Linked DNA regions of Sus scrofa: regions 1 and 3 are each linked to region 2. The links are chromatin contacts, called in public HiChIP or PLAC-seq maps. All regions are on one chromosome and are shown on one strand. The core of a region is the stretch at or near the end of the contact, and the rest is flanking DNA. Distances in the headings are between cores, read along the strand shown.

Region 1 (4,416 bases), core at 1,531-4,030, 290 kb before region 2:
CAGAGCACCACAATTAAGCCAATAGAGACCACACCCAGCCTCTATTGCCCCCTGGAGGTTGGGGTGAGGAGAATCTCAACTCAGTTGAGACATAAAAGGGCAACAACGAGCCCTTAGTGCCTACCTGGTCTAATGAAAATTATAGAGTTGGGAGAGACGTCTGAGTGAACTGCTTGGAGTGGCCCCGGGAGTCGGATTTTTAGAGATGGGGTTGGATCTCTAATATTTCATGGAAAACAGAGACTCGTCAGTGTGGTGCATATATGGACGGAAGACCCCGTAACCAGGGGGCTGGTCTCCACTGCCTCTGGAGGCTGGGGCTGGAAACCCTTCTGGTACCCAAACCCACAGGGTGCTTTAGGGTCTTCGAGACCAGGAGCAGACTATGGATTGATCTATGACTAGGGACCAGGGAATTGGGCTTCGGGATGATGGGCATGGCACAGTGACACGAAAATGTGGCCAGAACTACCTCTGAGCTGCACCTCTTTGGGCAGCGTAGCTGACACCTACTAGGGTTTTAAGATGCAAAACTTGGGCTGAACCAATTCTACCGAAAATCCTCAATCTGTTAACTACGGGCTTTCAAACTTACAATAGCTTTGCAAATAGCCCATAGGTGAGCAAGAAGCCTGCACTGTTTTATTCTGTCCTGGAGTTCTTCTTGGGGAGACTCCAGGTCCAGATGTCCAGTGGTCCCTGAACTCAGTGTATACTGTACATATAGCACCGTTCTATTTCAAGTCCGCTTATAATCCGTGTCAAGCATAGACCCACGGTAGCTGTTTGTCCAAGAGCCCCCAGTTACCTGCGCAATGACCTCCGGGTCCATGGGCCGGTGGTTATTGAAGCTTTTTGACCTTCCTGCTGTCACTGTCTTCCGGATCTGTGGATTGTCCAGCCGATTCTTCAGGGATGAGTGGCGGCTGATGGAGTTAAGGCTCCCATGCCCACTGATGGAACACTTATCGGGCCCTTCCTTTGGGAGGCTCTGGCTCAGGACAGGCTGGGAAGATGGGCGGCAGCTAGCCCCCACCCCCGGGGAGGCGGGATCAGTCAGGGGACTGCTCAGCCCATGGCTGTCACTCCGAAAGGTTTTCCGGATGCTCCCAGATTCGGGCCGCTTCCTTTGCCTTTAATGACAAACAGAGAGGGGCAGGGTGATGGGGGAGCCCTGGCTCTGAGGCAGCTCAGATGACGGGGTGGGGTGGGGTGGGGGTGGAGGGGACAGATGTTGGCCCCCAGGGACGCCTGGAAGGAGAGGACACAGAGCACGTTCTCATTCTCTCCTGTTTCACCTTCCCGTGCTTCCTCCACGTCTCTGTTCCCCTCCCACCCCGACCTGGGCAAAGGAGCCATGGATACTTACTTGGTGGTCGTGGGCTTTGAGTCCTCAACATGTAAGGTGCTGTCAGGAAAAATGTCTGATTAAGCTCAAGTTTCTAATGGGAGACAGACTGGTGAAAAGGCACCTTCCATTACCTGCTCGGGACAGAAACCAGGCCCCAGGAGGAGAAAAAGTCTCCCCATCACCAAGGAGGTGCGGAATTGCTGGTAAGAGGAGAGTTGACGGTTCCAAATTTTAGCATGCTTCTAAGTCCACTGACAAGACTAATTCGTTTGGGCTTTGGCAAGAGGCAGTTGTCGCTTATTCTGCAGACATGGAACAGAATATCTTTCAAGAGGCTGCAGGGCTGCAGCATCTGGGCCAGGTTTGTGCATTTTGGGGAAATACATCTATGTGACCCTAAGTCACCCAGCACTGGGCCGAACCCGGACTCTGAGTCAGTGTGTTTCAGACCACGAAGGCTCTCAGACGAAATGGTTGGGCAGAATCCTATTCCTATGGGCGTTGTCTGCTGCCGAATCATTTCATTATCTCTTGACATCAGATCCTAAAGGGCCTAATTTAAGAGGCAGCGAAACTTTGGGTTTGGGATGGCCGCTGGACAGCTCTGATCTTGAATCTGCTAAGGGCCCCTGAGGCCGAGGTGGGGGTTCAGAAGGAAAGGAGTAAGACCTGAAGATAGGATACCAGCCTTGTGGCAGGGCCAATGTCCTTCGAAGTCCTGTTCCCTGGGGAGGGCTTTCTTAGCATATACCCCTGGGGCCAGGTCTGGGATGGCACAAAGTAGCCACGCCCTGAAGCTGCCTGCTCGGCTGCTTTAGCCTTGGCCGTCACCCACTCTCCAGTGGATAAAGGATGCTCTCAGAGTCTTATACAGCCCAGCTGAAACGACTTTTCTTCCTCTACAAAGTCTTCCTGGCACCCATCCTCCTAGGCAGGCAGCCTTGTTCACCCCCATTCCTTCAGTGTCTCTAGAGACCCCTTTTTAGTCACCTGTCTTTTTTTTGTCTTTTCTAGGGCCGCCCCCGCAGCATATGGAGGTTCCCAGGCTAGGGGTTTGAATCAGAGCTGTAGCCACCGGCCTACGCCACAGCCACAGCAACGCCAGATCCGAGTCGTGTCTGCGATCTACACCACAGCTCATGACAATGCAGATCCTTAACCCACTGAGCAAGGCCAGAGATCGAACACGCCACCTTATGGTTCCTAGTCGGATTCGTTAACCACTGAGCCACAACGGGAACTCTGAATCACCTGTCTATCTGGTATTCACCTTGCCTGACTGTGAGCGCCGAGGCCAGGGATCATCCTATTTGTCTCTGAATAATAATACTCGGCACAACAGTAGGTGCTCAATACATGTGTGGAACTGAGTCGAAAGGCCACACCCTAATAACTCTTTGCTGATTTCCTTTTTCCACTTGAGGAAGGCTGACTCACGAGGCCCGAACTGCTGAGAAGGCAGGCTCATGGAATGGCTGGTGTGCGCCCAGCCCCGGGGACGTGTAGGGAGGAAGACAGAATTCCAGGGTTCAGGGAGCTCAGCCTGGTGCGGGATCCGAGTGCGGCCTGAGTCCCGAGACTGTCTCGGGCACCTAACCCAGCGTGGAGGAACGTGGGGGGTGTCAGAAAGGTTTCCCCAAAGAAGTAAATCTTCGGATGGAGTCTTAAAGGAAGAGGAGCTAACCAGGTGAGGAGACAGATGTGAAGATCCAGGAGGGAGAGGACCCAGGGCGTTCAGGAAAGAGAGGGAGTTTGGGAGCTGCGGCTGGAAGGCAGTCTTAACGGCAGGACATGCCTGGGGGCTGTCGCTCACCCACCGACCAGCTGGTGTCCGGGGCAGACCATGTCCTCCAAGACCCCACCAAGCAGGGAGTTTATGGGGTCTGCCTTGACTTGCTACCACCTGTTCATCTTCTGACTCTTCCAGCCATGACTCGCTATGATTCTTTTGCACAAATGGCAACAAACCTATGATGGCTCACGCTCCCTCCACTGACCTCGCCTTTGGTTTCTGGGTTAATTACAGGCTTACGACCTGATGATTACAGGCTTATAATTAACATAGACTTGCAAATAAGGAAGAAGATGTGATGAGCCTGCAGTTAACTTTTTATGAGCTTGCCCTCCCAACGGGGCACTGTGCTGGGGGGGAAGAAAGAAAACCCTCAATCTTTTTTTTTTTTTACCGGTCTGCCTTAAATTACAACTACGCTGCGCCAGCTGAATCAGCTACTCTACAGACTAGAGGGTGAGAGAGAAGGAAAAGAGCCACGTGCCCCAACCACTCCCCCAGCTACCGTCTGGTTGGAAAAAAGCCAAGAGATCTGGGCGACCTGGTGCAGTTTAAAAACAACAAGCATCCTTTATTCTCCTTCCAGTTTCAGTGTCCAGAGGCTACGGTTAACAGGTTTTCAATGTGCAAATCATTTCATTCCTCCAGAGCCAGAGGGGAATTAAAAACTGTACATCATCTCCAATCCATATGCATCGGGAGCACCCTGGGGCTTGTCATCCTGCTGGCACTGGGCCAAGTTTCAGGGTCTGGCGGAAAGAGGTCTGTAGGCTTTGGGACTTGGTGTCTGGCCCCTTGAGATGAGATTAGCTCTCCAGTAACCTGAATGTCTCTAGGGGAGGCAGCAGCACAGGCGTGGAATCCCTCTAGACGGCCAGATCGGGTGTGGGTGGAGTGAAAACCCCAGGATGTTGCTAACAGCCACAGTGAAAGCTGGGGGTGGGGGCAGAGTTACCAGCCTGCTGGACAGAAGTGGGAATCTGCAAAGGGACTCATAGGGAAGAATAATACACAGGGCTCAAGCAATGGGGAAAAAAATGGCACATTATTTCTACTGGTGTGAAAGGGCAGGAAAAATGAGAGCTGGGGGTTAGGCAATGAATAAAGAGCTCAGGACAATGCTTTCATTGGGGTGAGGGGGGTGGGGAGCACTGGTCTCTTTTCCTCCAGGGGAGCGAATGCAGGGCGAGGGAGAAACAGACACGTGAGATCTAAATAAACCATCGGGGGTAACATGAACCTGGTAGAAGACACACGAGACTTTGGATCTTCG
Region 2 (4,248 bases), core at 1,638-4,137:
CAAGTGAGCATTCCTGAAGCTTCATTACAAGATTAAGGATTTCTTATGAAAGAGCAACAACAGGTATCACATCCATGGTCAATGTTTGCCTTTTGAGACTTGCAGAAGAGGGGGTTGACAAATATCTAAAGATTAATTGGATCTGCCAAATATGAGTACCATCGAAATTGGCCCACCAGAATGCATCTCTATGCCTCCATTCACACAAGCCTCTTCCTCTGGAAAGAGGCCCATGGTAAGAGTAGGCATATGGGAATGATTCACTTGGGAAAAGCTGTACCCAGAATATCAAAACAGTTTGCTTTCGTGTCTCTATATCCTTGCCATAATTTTTCTGCCCAAAGGAACCACCTGCTATTATGGCTGTGACACCTGAAAAGCTTTCTGGATATTGCAGGAGATTGCTCATGTGTGGGTGGATTTCCAGGCTGTTCGGTGGCATTGTTTTAAAAAAAAAAAATGTTTTTTGGGGAAAAATATTCTCAGAGACTGGAACATTGCCTTGTCTTATCAAAATTGCTCTATAGCCTTGTTCATAAATACGTTCAACCATTGAGCTACAGATGGAATTCGGTCGAAGACATACTGAGCTAATTTCCTCTGCATGATGTTACCCAGAGAAATCAAGCTGTCAGCATTCTGAAGAACAAGCCCTCAAAGAGAGATGGTAGCCAAAGACATGGGAAGCAGGAAAGACTGAAGATTCTACCCTTCCCAAATTTCATTCCACCCTCCCAAATTCATCTTTTTTTTTTTTTTTTTTTTGCGCCCATGGCATGCGGAAATTCCCAGGCCAGGGATCAAATCTGAGATCTGAGTCACAGCAGTGACAATGCCAAATCCCTAATGGCTAGGCCACTAGGGAGCTCCCAAATTCATCTTTTTTTTTTTTTTTTTAGGGCCACACCTGTGGCATATGGAGGGTCCCAGGCTAGGGGGTGATGTGGAGCTACAGCTGCTGGCCTACACCACAGTTACAGCAATGCCAGATCCAAGCTGCCTCTGCGACCCACACCAGAGCTCACGGCAACGCCGGATCCATAACCCACCGAGCAAGGCCAGGGATAGAACCTGCGTCCTCATGGATGCGAGTCAGATTCGTTAACCGCTGAGCCATGACGGGAATTCCCCTTGGAGTCATTCTTGATTCCATCCTTCACATCTTCTGCACTTTCTCTCCTACTCCCTTCCAATCCATCAGAGAGCTGGAGCTCTTTCAAATACACCCCACATCTTCCTCTACTCCAGGGCCTACTGCAGCAGTCTGCTATTTGGTCTCTGGTTGCTTTCTGTATCAGTGAGAGTTCAGTTGCAGATAACAGGCTGGCAGCTACACCTCCAATTCAACCCCCAGCCTGGGAACCTCCATAAGGGTGCTGCCATAAAAAGACCCCCCCCCCAAAAAAAGAATAGATCTAACTCCAGAGTTCCCATTGTGGCTCAACGGTAATGAACCTGACTAGCATCCAGGAGGACTCGGGTTTGATTCCTGGCCTCCCTCATTGGGTTAAGGATCTGGTGTTGCTGTGAGCTGTGGTATAGGTCACAGATGCAGCTCTGATTCAACCCTTTGTCTGGGAACTTCTATGTGCTTCGGGTGCGGCCGTAAACAAACAAACAAATCTAAGTACCCATTTATGGGTCTTTGAGTTCAAGAATACTTCTTTTTCCCTCCCCACTTCCTCTTACAGACCGTACATGAAAGACTTGTGAGATGCTGAAAGTTGGGCCTTCTCTCTTTTCTGGTTGCTGTCTATAGGATGAGTGAACACTATGAACCCCACCAGGAAAAGGAGGGAGGGTATAGCATCGCTGTTCCAAGAGAAGTATATTCTCCTTTAAATATCCAATTTGATGCCTGATGATAACACTTTATGAAGAAAAACCAAAGGCAAAATCAATATTTATTTGTCCCCTAGTTACAAGGGGTATATGTTCTTCCAGATCTCAGGGAAAGAAGAGCCGTCATACCCTTCCCCATGTTTCATGGAAGGTTTGGAGAAGAGTAAATGAAAAGCAAATGCTTAGCAGCCTGCCGCAGCTTTTTCTCTCCTGTCTGTCAAAAAATTAATGCTGATCAGGCCTCTGTAAAGGGAAAATACCCATCGCTGTTTATACCGTCGTTAATTTGAGACTGAATTCTTACTGACAGTGAACTTGTGTTTCTCAAATATAAAAATGTGAATGTATTTCCATTTAGCCCTTGTCTAGGACTGTGAATCAAATGTTGGTGGTGAAATGAAATGGACATATTCACCCTTTTGCAGTTCAGTGGTTGCAAGGAGGCCTAAAGCTGCAGAAGCCATGTGCTGGGAGAATGATTGCATTGATTAAATGCCAATTACTCCTGGACTCTTTTCAAAGGCTTCTGCTGTAGAGTTGAAACTGGGCTTTCTGTCTCATATTAGATTGGATCTCTATAATCCTAGGTGATGGCTGGTTTGGGAGCTCCAGCAATTACTTATGTCAGGTACTTTAATCAATAGCGTGCTTACTATTAGAACAAGTCTCCACACCCACTATGAAGCATTACTCAGGCTCTGTTTCCCCAGCCCCCACCCCAGGCACATGAACCTGAACTGCTTCTTTTTTTTTCTTTTCTGCTTTGTAGGGCCACACCTGCAGCATATGGAAGTTCCCAGGCTAGGGGTCAAATTGGAGCTGCAGCTGTTGGCCTGCAACACAGCCACGGCAACAGCAAATCCAAGCTGCACCTGCAACCTACACAACAGCAGCTCACAGCAACGCCAGATCTTTAACCCACCGATTGAGGCCAGGAATCGAACCTGGATCCTCATGGATACTAGTGGGGTTCATAACCTGCTAAGCCATAATGGGAACTCCCATGACCCTAGCTTCTGACCCACAGATGATGAAGTCACGCTGGTGAATCATCCTCAGCGGATGGGGGCAGCCCTCCATCCCCCAGGCAGACCTTTACCCCAAACAAGGGCCTGTCTGGAGAGATGATGGATCCTATCAGCCCAGCCATACCTGTCTCACTGTTCCACTGGGTATCAATCTTCTGGCTGGCAGCCTGCTGGCAATTAATTCTCCTATTAACAGGTGCTTCCAGCAGCAAATACTTAGAAAGGGCCTATGCTTGCATGTGGTCCCAAGGAAATTCTTTCCGACAAAGTTTTGGATCTAAGCATCACCATAGACTGATTTTGCCACCATCTCTGAACTATCCAGCAGACTATGAGAAGAAAGGACGGAAGGCTGAGCTAAAAGGGTGACTGAGTCACCAACTGGCTGAGCGACCTTAGACATCTTATTTCAAAACAGGGGGGTTGAGCAATTGGTCTTCTGAGATCCTTTCCAAGTCTAGCAGCCTATGGATTAATTTCATTTGTGCGGAGAGATTCTTATTCATTTGTCAGAGGCAATGGTATTAGTTTGCTAGGTCTGCTCTAACAAAGCACCACATCTGGGTGGCTTAAACAACATATGCTTATTATCTCACAGTTTGGGAGGCTAGAAGCCCAAAATCAGGATGTTGGGAGGGTTGGTTCTTTCTGAGGGCTGTGAGAGAAAGATCAGCTTGCACAGGGATGTCTAGTCAATATTCTGTGAGAGCCTATATGGGAAAAGAATCTGAAAAAGATTGGATGTGTGTATATGCATAACTGAATCACTCTGCTGTACAGCAGAAATTATCACAACATTGTAAATCAACTCTGCTTCACTGATGTTTTTTAAAATGAAAAAAAGAAAAAAAAGAGGAGGATCAGTTTCAGGCCTCTGTATAGCTGTCTTCCATCTTCACGGGTGTTCTTCCTTTCTCTCTGTCTGTCTCCAAATTCCCCCCCCCCCCTTTTTTGTCTTTTTGCCATTTCTTGGGCCGCTCCCGCGGCATATGGAGGTTCCCAGGCTAGGGGGTCTAATCAGAGCTGTAGCCGCCGGCCTACACCAGAGCCACAGCAACTCGGAATCCGAGCCGCGTCTGCGACCTACACCACAGCTCACGGCAACGCCGGATCCTTAACCCACTGAGCAAGGGCAGGGACCGAACTCGCAACCTCATGGTTCCTAGTCGGATTCGTTAACCACTGTGCCACGACGGGAACTCCCAAATTTCCCCTTTTTATAAGGACACCAGTTGTACTGGATGAGGGCCTACCCTGATGGTCTCTTTTTAATTTGATTACCTCTGTGAAGACCCTTTCTCCAAATCAGTTCACATTCTGAGGTACTGGGGGTTAAATAAATAAATAAATAAATATTTGGGAAGATGCAATCCAACCC
Region 3 (4,500 bases), core at 1,801-4,300, 390 kb before region 2:
GGCCCTCTGCCCAGGGGCCCTCTGCCCAGACACATCATGGATGGAGAAGAGGAGCAACACTCATCGCACAGTGTGGCTGGGGTCACAGGTCTTTAAGTAAGGAGACTGCATGTTATCCATCTCTGGATCCCCGGCCTCCAGCGTCCAGCGCTGTAAGAAAGTTAAAAACAATGTCTTGATCGAGGCCAGGTATTGCAGGGTTTGGGCTGCTAAAAAACAAGCAGGAACCAAGTGTGGGCTTTGCTCTGGAAGCAAAAGGGAGGCTCTGAAGGCTTTGGTGCACCAGAATGATACACCCTTGGCAATCAAATGCAGGGTACCCAGAAGAGGAAGAAGCAGGATGGAGACCAGTTAGGTGATCTCCTGGAGCATCTAGGGGAGAGGTGACAAGCAGGGGACAGAAAGGACCAGGTGGACATCTTGCAACGCTGTGGAGGCAGACCGCACAGTGAACAGACTGGATGGCAGGAAGGATGGGGAAGACCCCTGAGCTTCAAAGGTGGGAGACCAGGAGGGTGGGGCAGAGACAGGGAGAGACATCAATCACAGCGAAGCTAGAAGTTGGTTCTGAACATGTTAAGCTTTAGGTACCTCAAGGACATAGGGACCTCCAGTGGGCAATAGAAATTTTGTTCTACAGCCAAGAAGAGAGGGGAGATGGGGCATGGAGGTTGGAGGGTGATAAATAAAGCTAGGGTGGGTGGGAGAAAAAAGAGGGACCAGGATAGCACCACGGACAGAAGCCACCAGCTCAGTGAGTCAAACCTGACGTTTTCAGCCACTACAGCGCCCTTCTTGCTCCTGGCCTTGAAATGAAATGCTCCTGATTCTTGGCAAACTGATCTGGTCCTCTTGTCCCTAAGAAATATGTCAGGCCAGGAGCGGGTCCCTATGCCTTTTACGTGGAGATTGAGCCAGCTGGAAGAGGAAACAGAGCTCCTGGATGAAGACAGCCCGGAGTCCACCCAGGAGGATCCCAAAGCCAGAAAGCTCCAGGGCAGGTTCCCTGAAGAGTCAAATCAAGAGCAGAAGAAGGGAGTTCCCATCGTGGCTCAGTGGTTAACAAACCCGACTAGCATCCATGAGGACAAGGGTTCGATCCCTGGCTTCGCTCAGTGGGTTAAGGATCTGGCGTTGCCATGAGCTGTGCTGTAGGTCAAAGATGAGGCTCGAATCCCATGTTGCTCAAATCCCATGTTGCTGTGTCTCAGCATAGGCCGGTGGCTATAGCTCTGATTGGACCCCTAGTCTGAGAACCTCCATGTGCCACGGGTGAAGCCCTAGAAAGACAGAAAGACAAAAAAAAAAAAAAAAAAAAAAAAGGCAGAAGAGGGAATGGAGCACAGACTGCTGGGCACCCAGGCTGGGTCTGGAGGGGCCTTCCTGTCAGGTTCATAGCCTGGACTCCAGAGTCCAGACTGACGGCTTGAAGTAAGAGCTGGGATTCAGGGTTCATCCCAGCATAAAATCTTCCTTTCTCCCTAAACTGCATGGGTGGATGGCTGTTGCACATGCCCTGAGCTGTAACTGGAATCACTTTAGGGGAAGTGCCAGCTGACTCAGGACACAGAGTCTAAACTTGTGAAGAAAGAGAGGTGGGTGGGAAGAGAGGAATCAGGAACACGGCGGCGAGGATTTCTTGGGTCAAGCCCAGGGGGTCTCGCAGAGGGAGTTCAGGTCAGCCATTCAGGTCCTCTTCCCCACCCCACCCTTGGGACATCCTTACAAGTTAGAGAACTTGGAAGTCAGGTCCCAAATCCCTGCCAGTCTCACGAGAAACTGCTACGAAAGGCTCTGTTTCCACGCATAGGGGTGATAGCCTCTCAGTGAAAGAAGAAACGAAGGACGGGCTCAAATCACACTCCCTGAAGGATGAGGTGAAGCATCTGCATCTAGAGGGTTGAAGCGCCCTGGCCACATCCCCTCAATGAAGAGCTGTGCTGGGATGAGAAGCCAAGACTTCCTTACAGTTCTGTGCTGCTTGTACCACCGGTCATGCACTGGTCAGTCACCATGGGCAGTCCACTCAACATCCTCGCTCAGCATGTTGGGGTGAGAGTAATGGGGACAGCTCATGCCCCTGGGTCCCCGAGTCTTTGGTTCTGTCTCTCCTCAGTTATGTGACCAGGGACCAATCCTTTTACCTTCTAGGCTTCCTGAAGAACCTCTCTGGAATCTGAGATAAATGCTGGTCTTGCATTCCCGCTGAAGTCATCAATTACCAAATACTGCTAAACAGGCGGTTCCCAGACTTCAGTACATTTGAGAATCACCTGGGGCAGGGGCGGGGGCGGGGGGGAGTGTTTAAAAACAGATCTGAGGAGTTCCTGTCGTGGCTCAGTGGTTAACGAATCCGACTAGGAACCATGAAGTTGCGGATTCGACCCCTGGCCTTGCTCAGTGGGTTAAGGATCTGGCGTTGCTGAGACCTGTGGTGTAGGTCACAGACACAGCTTGGATCCCACATTGCTGTGGTTCTGGCGTAGGCCAGTGGCTACAGCTCCGATTAGACTCCTAGCCTGGGAACCTCCATATGCCGCAGGAGCGGCCCAAGAAAATGACAAAAAAAAAAAAAAAAAAAAAAAAAAAAAAAAAAAAGCCAAAACAGATCTGAGGGTCCTATCTCTGAAGACTCAGGAGCCAGGAAGTCTAAAGGGGGGCCCTTGCCCCTCCATTGCCACAAAGTGATCCAAAGAGCAAGTCTGATGGCAGTGGCCAGGGGCCACCTTGGAGCACCACTGAAGGCTTCAGATGCCACAGAGGAACCAGAGCAGTGCCGAGTAAGGAAAAGCATCTGTCCTCAAAAAGTTGCCAGTGTAGCTGGGGGAGGCAGAACCTCCCCACCCCCAATCCCAGGAAGAGTGTATCCTTGGTGACAGATGGAGAGAAATGCAGAGTCAAAGAGACAGAGCTTATGGCCCTTCACCAAGAAAGCAGAGCAGAGCTTCCAAAGGTGGCTGGGCCAATAGGGTGGCAGGACAGATGCATGGCAGAGACAGCTAAGTGTTCACCACAACTGGCTTCCTTGTCCACCTGGGCTCACAGCTGTACTTCATTTCCCAACCTCCCTGTGGTTAGCAGTGGCCACGTGACTGAGTTCTGGCCAATGGAGCGGGGGTATAAAACACACCACTTCCGGGCCTGGCCCACAAAATGTCCCGTGTATCATCCTGAGCCCCACCTGCCCATGTAAGTTTACCCAAAGAGGGCCATAAACTTCTATTTTGCCCAAAGGCCGAAAATAACAACACTTACAACAGTGAGTCCATCCTGATTATATAGTATGCAAAAGAGATGCTGTAACAACTCAGTTCAGCCAGCATTTAACCAGAGCCTGCTTTTGCAACCACGCCTTGGCATTGTGTTGCACCCGATGGGGATGTGAGTTCTGATCGGACAGGGTTTATGTCTTCACGGAGAAAAGCAACCCTGGGAAGGGCCAGAGAAGCAGCAGCACAGAAGAGAAGTGGAGACCACAGCCCCAAAGGAAAGCTGTGGCGTGGCTGCACCAGCACAAAGAGTCTTTTGAGGGAGTCTTGGGCTGGGCAGGCTTCTGAGAAAGCATGTTAAAAAAAAGCAGTTATGTGGTCCAATGATTCTAAAGGTTTTATTTTCTTTTTATTGCTCATATTTAGAACTAACTTGCTTTTAGTATTTTCTTTTCGCTCACGCCAAGAAGAGCAGGGGCAGGTGCTGAGCCTGAGGCCTGGGTGTGCCTGCCGCCGGCAGAGAGATGGGGATTTCTCTGAGGGTCCCAGGGCCATCAGGCTTGGATGACATTCCCAGAGTGCTACAGGGCTGTGTCCAGGGAGGGGCCGAGTGGCCAGGCAAGAGATGGGACAAGTACAGGAACAGAAGCGGGAGTGGCTTCGTACTCTGACCTCTGAGACCACTCCCCCCCTTCCTTTTCCCATCATCATTGAATTTTTCAAGAATCAAGGATGTTGCTATAGACCAGGGAAGGCCGGGGTATGGGGAGGGGGTAGGGGGGGATGGGAGAGTGTTACAGCTGTGCTCAAGGTAATATTTAACCACAGATTGAACCAACTGTCTGTCCTCCATATCCACAAAGAAAGCATACATGATGAAGGGCCTAGAGTACAGCAAGCAGTATTCTAGATAGATACTAAGAAGAACCTTCTTCCTTTTTTTTTTTTTTTGTCTTTTTAGGGCTGCACCTGCAGCACATGGAGGTTCCCAGGCTAGGGGTCCAGCTGGAGCTACTGCTGCCGGCCACAGCCACAACCACGCCAGATCCGAGCCACATCTGCAACCTATACCCCAGCTCATGGCAACGCCCACTGAGCGAGGCCAGGGATCGAACCCGCAACCTCATGGTTCCTAGTTGGATTCGTTTCCACTGGGCCACAACGGGAACTCCATAAGAAGAACTTTCAAATGACATAAATTTGCAGGCTTCTGGGACTGACAACAGGGACCTCTGCTAGTGTTAAGAGCAGAGTGAAGGTCCATGGCCCAAGGCGCCTTAGGAAGGGAGGG

The links. HiChIP or PLAC-seq counts read pairs in DNA pulled down with a chosen protein or histone mark.
Region 1: an H3K27ac HiChIP or PLAC-seq map of alveolar macrophages shows a contact between it and region 2. The contact joins two enhancer-like sites. A contact is called at or near these places in 9 of 47 Hi-C or Micro-C datasets (embryonic fibroblasts, fetal heart ventricle, fetal liver and 5 more) and 2 of 2 datasets of contacts at active chromatin or transcription factors (alveolar macrophages and skeletal muscle).
Region 3: a contact with region 2 is called in an H3K27ac HiChIP or PLAC-seq map of alveolar macrophages. The contact joins two enhancer-like sites. A contact is called at or near these places in 1 of 47 Hi-C or Micro-C datasets (epiblast stem cells) and 1 of 2 datasets of contacts at active chromatin or transcription factors (alveolar macrophages).

The regions. Positions count from the first base shown.
Region 1 is chr9:67,108,010-67,112,425 of Sscrofa11.1, reverse strand. SRGAP2 (SLIT-ROBO Rho GTPase-activating protein 2) reads right to left here. Exons shown (of 23, transcript XR_002335789.1): 22 at 809-1,133. Among named protein-coding and RNA genes, the nearest start is that of IKBKE, 13 kb to the left of the region's middle. Within about 2 kb of position 2,780, at least 7 of the 83 cell types and tissues checked have an H3K27ac peak or open chromatin away from gene starts, as enhancers often do. A contact at or near this core is called in alveolar macrophages, where this site is marked.
Region 2 is chr9:66,814,375-66,818,622 of Sscrofa11.1, reverse strand. No RefSeq gene overlaps it. Among named protein-coding and RNA genes, the nearest start is that of SRGAP2, 22 kb to the left of the region's middle. Within about 2 kb of position 2,887, at least 3 of the 83 cell types and tissues checked have an H3K27ac peak or open chromatin away from gene starts, as enhancers often do. A contact at or near this core is called in alveolar macrophages, where this site is marked.
Region 3 is chr9:67,205,606-67,210,105 of Sscrofa11.1, reverse strand. The region is part of intron 2 of RASSF5 (ras association domain-containing protein 5); the gene reads right to left. Among named protein-coding and RNA genes, the nearest start is that of RASSF5, 51 kb to the right of the region's middle. Within about 2 kb of position 3,050, at least 9 of the 83 cell types and tissues checked have an H3K27ac peak or open chromatin away from gene starts, as enhancers often do. A contact at or near this core is called in alveolar macrophages, where this site is marked.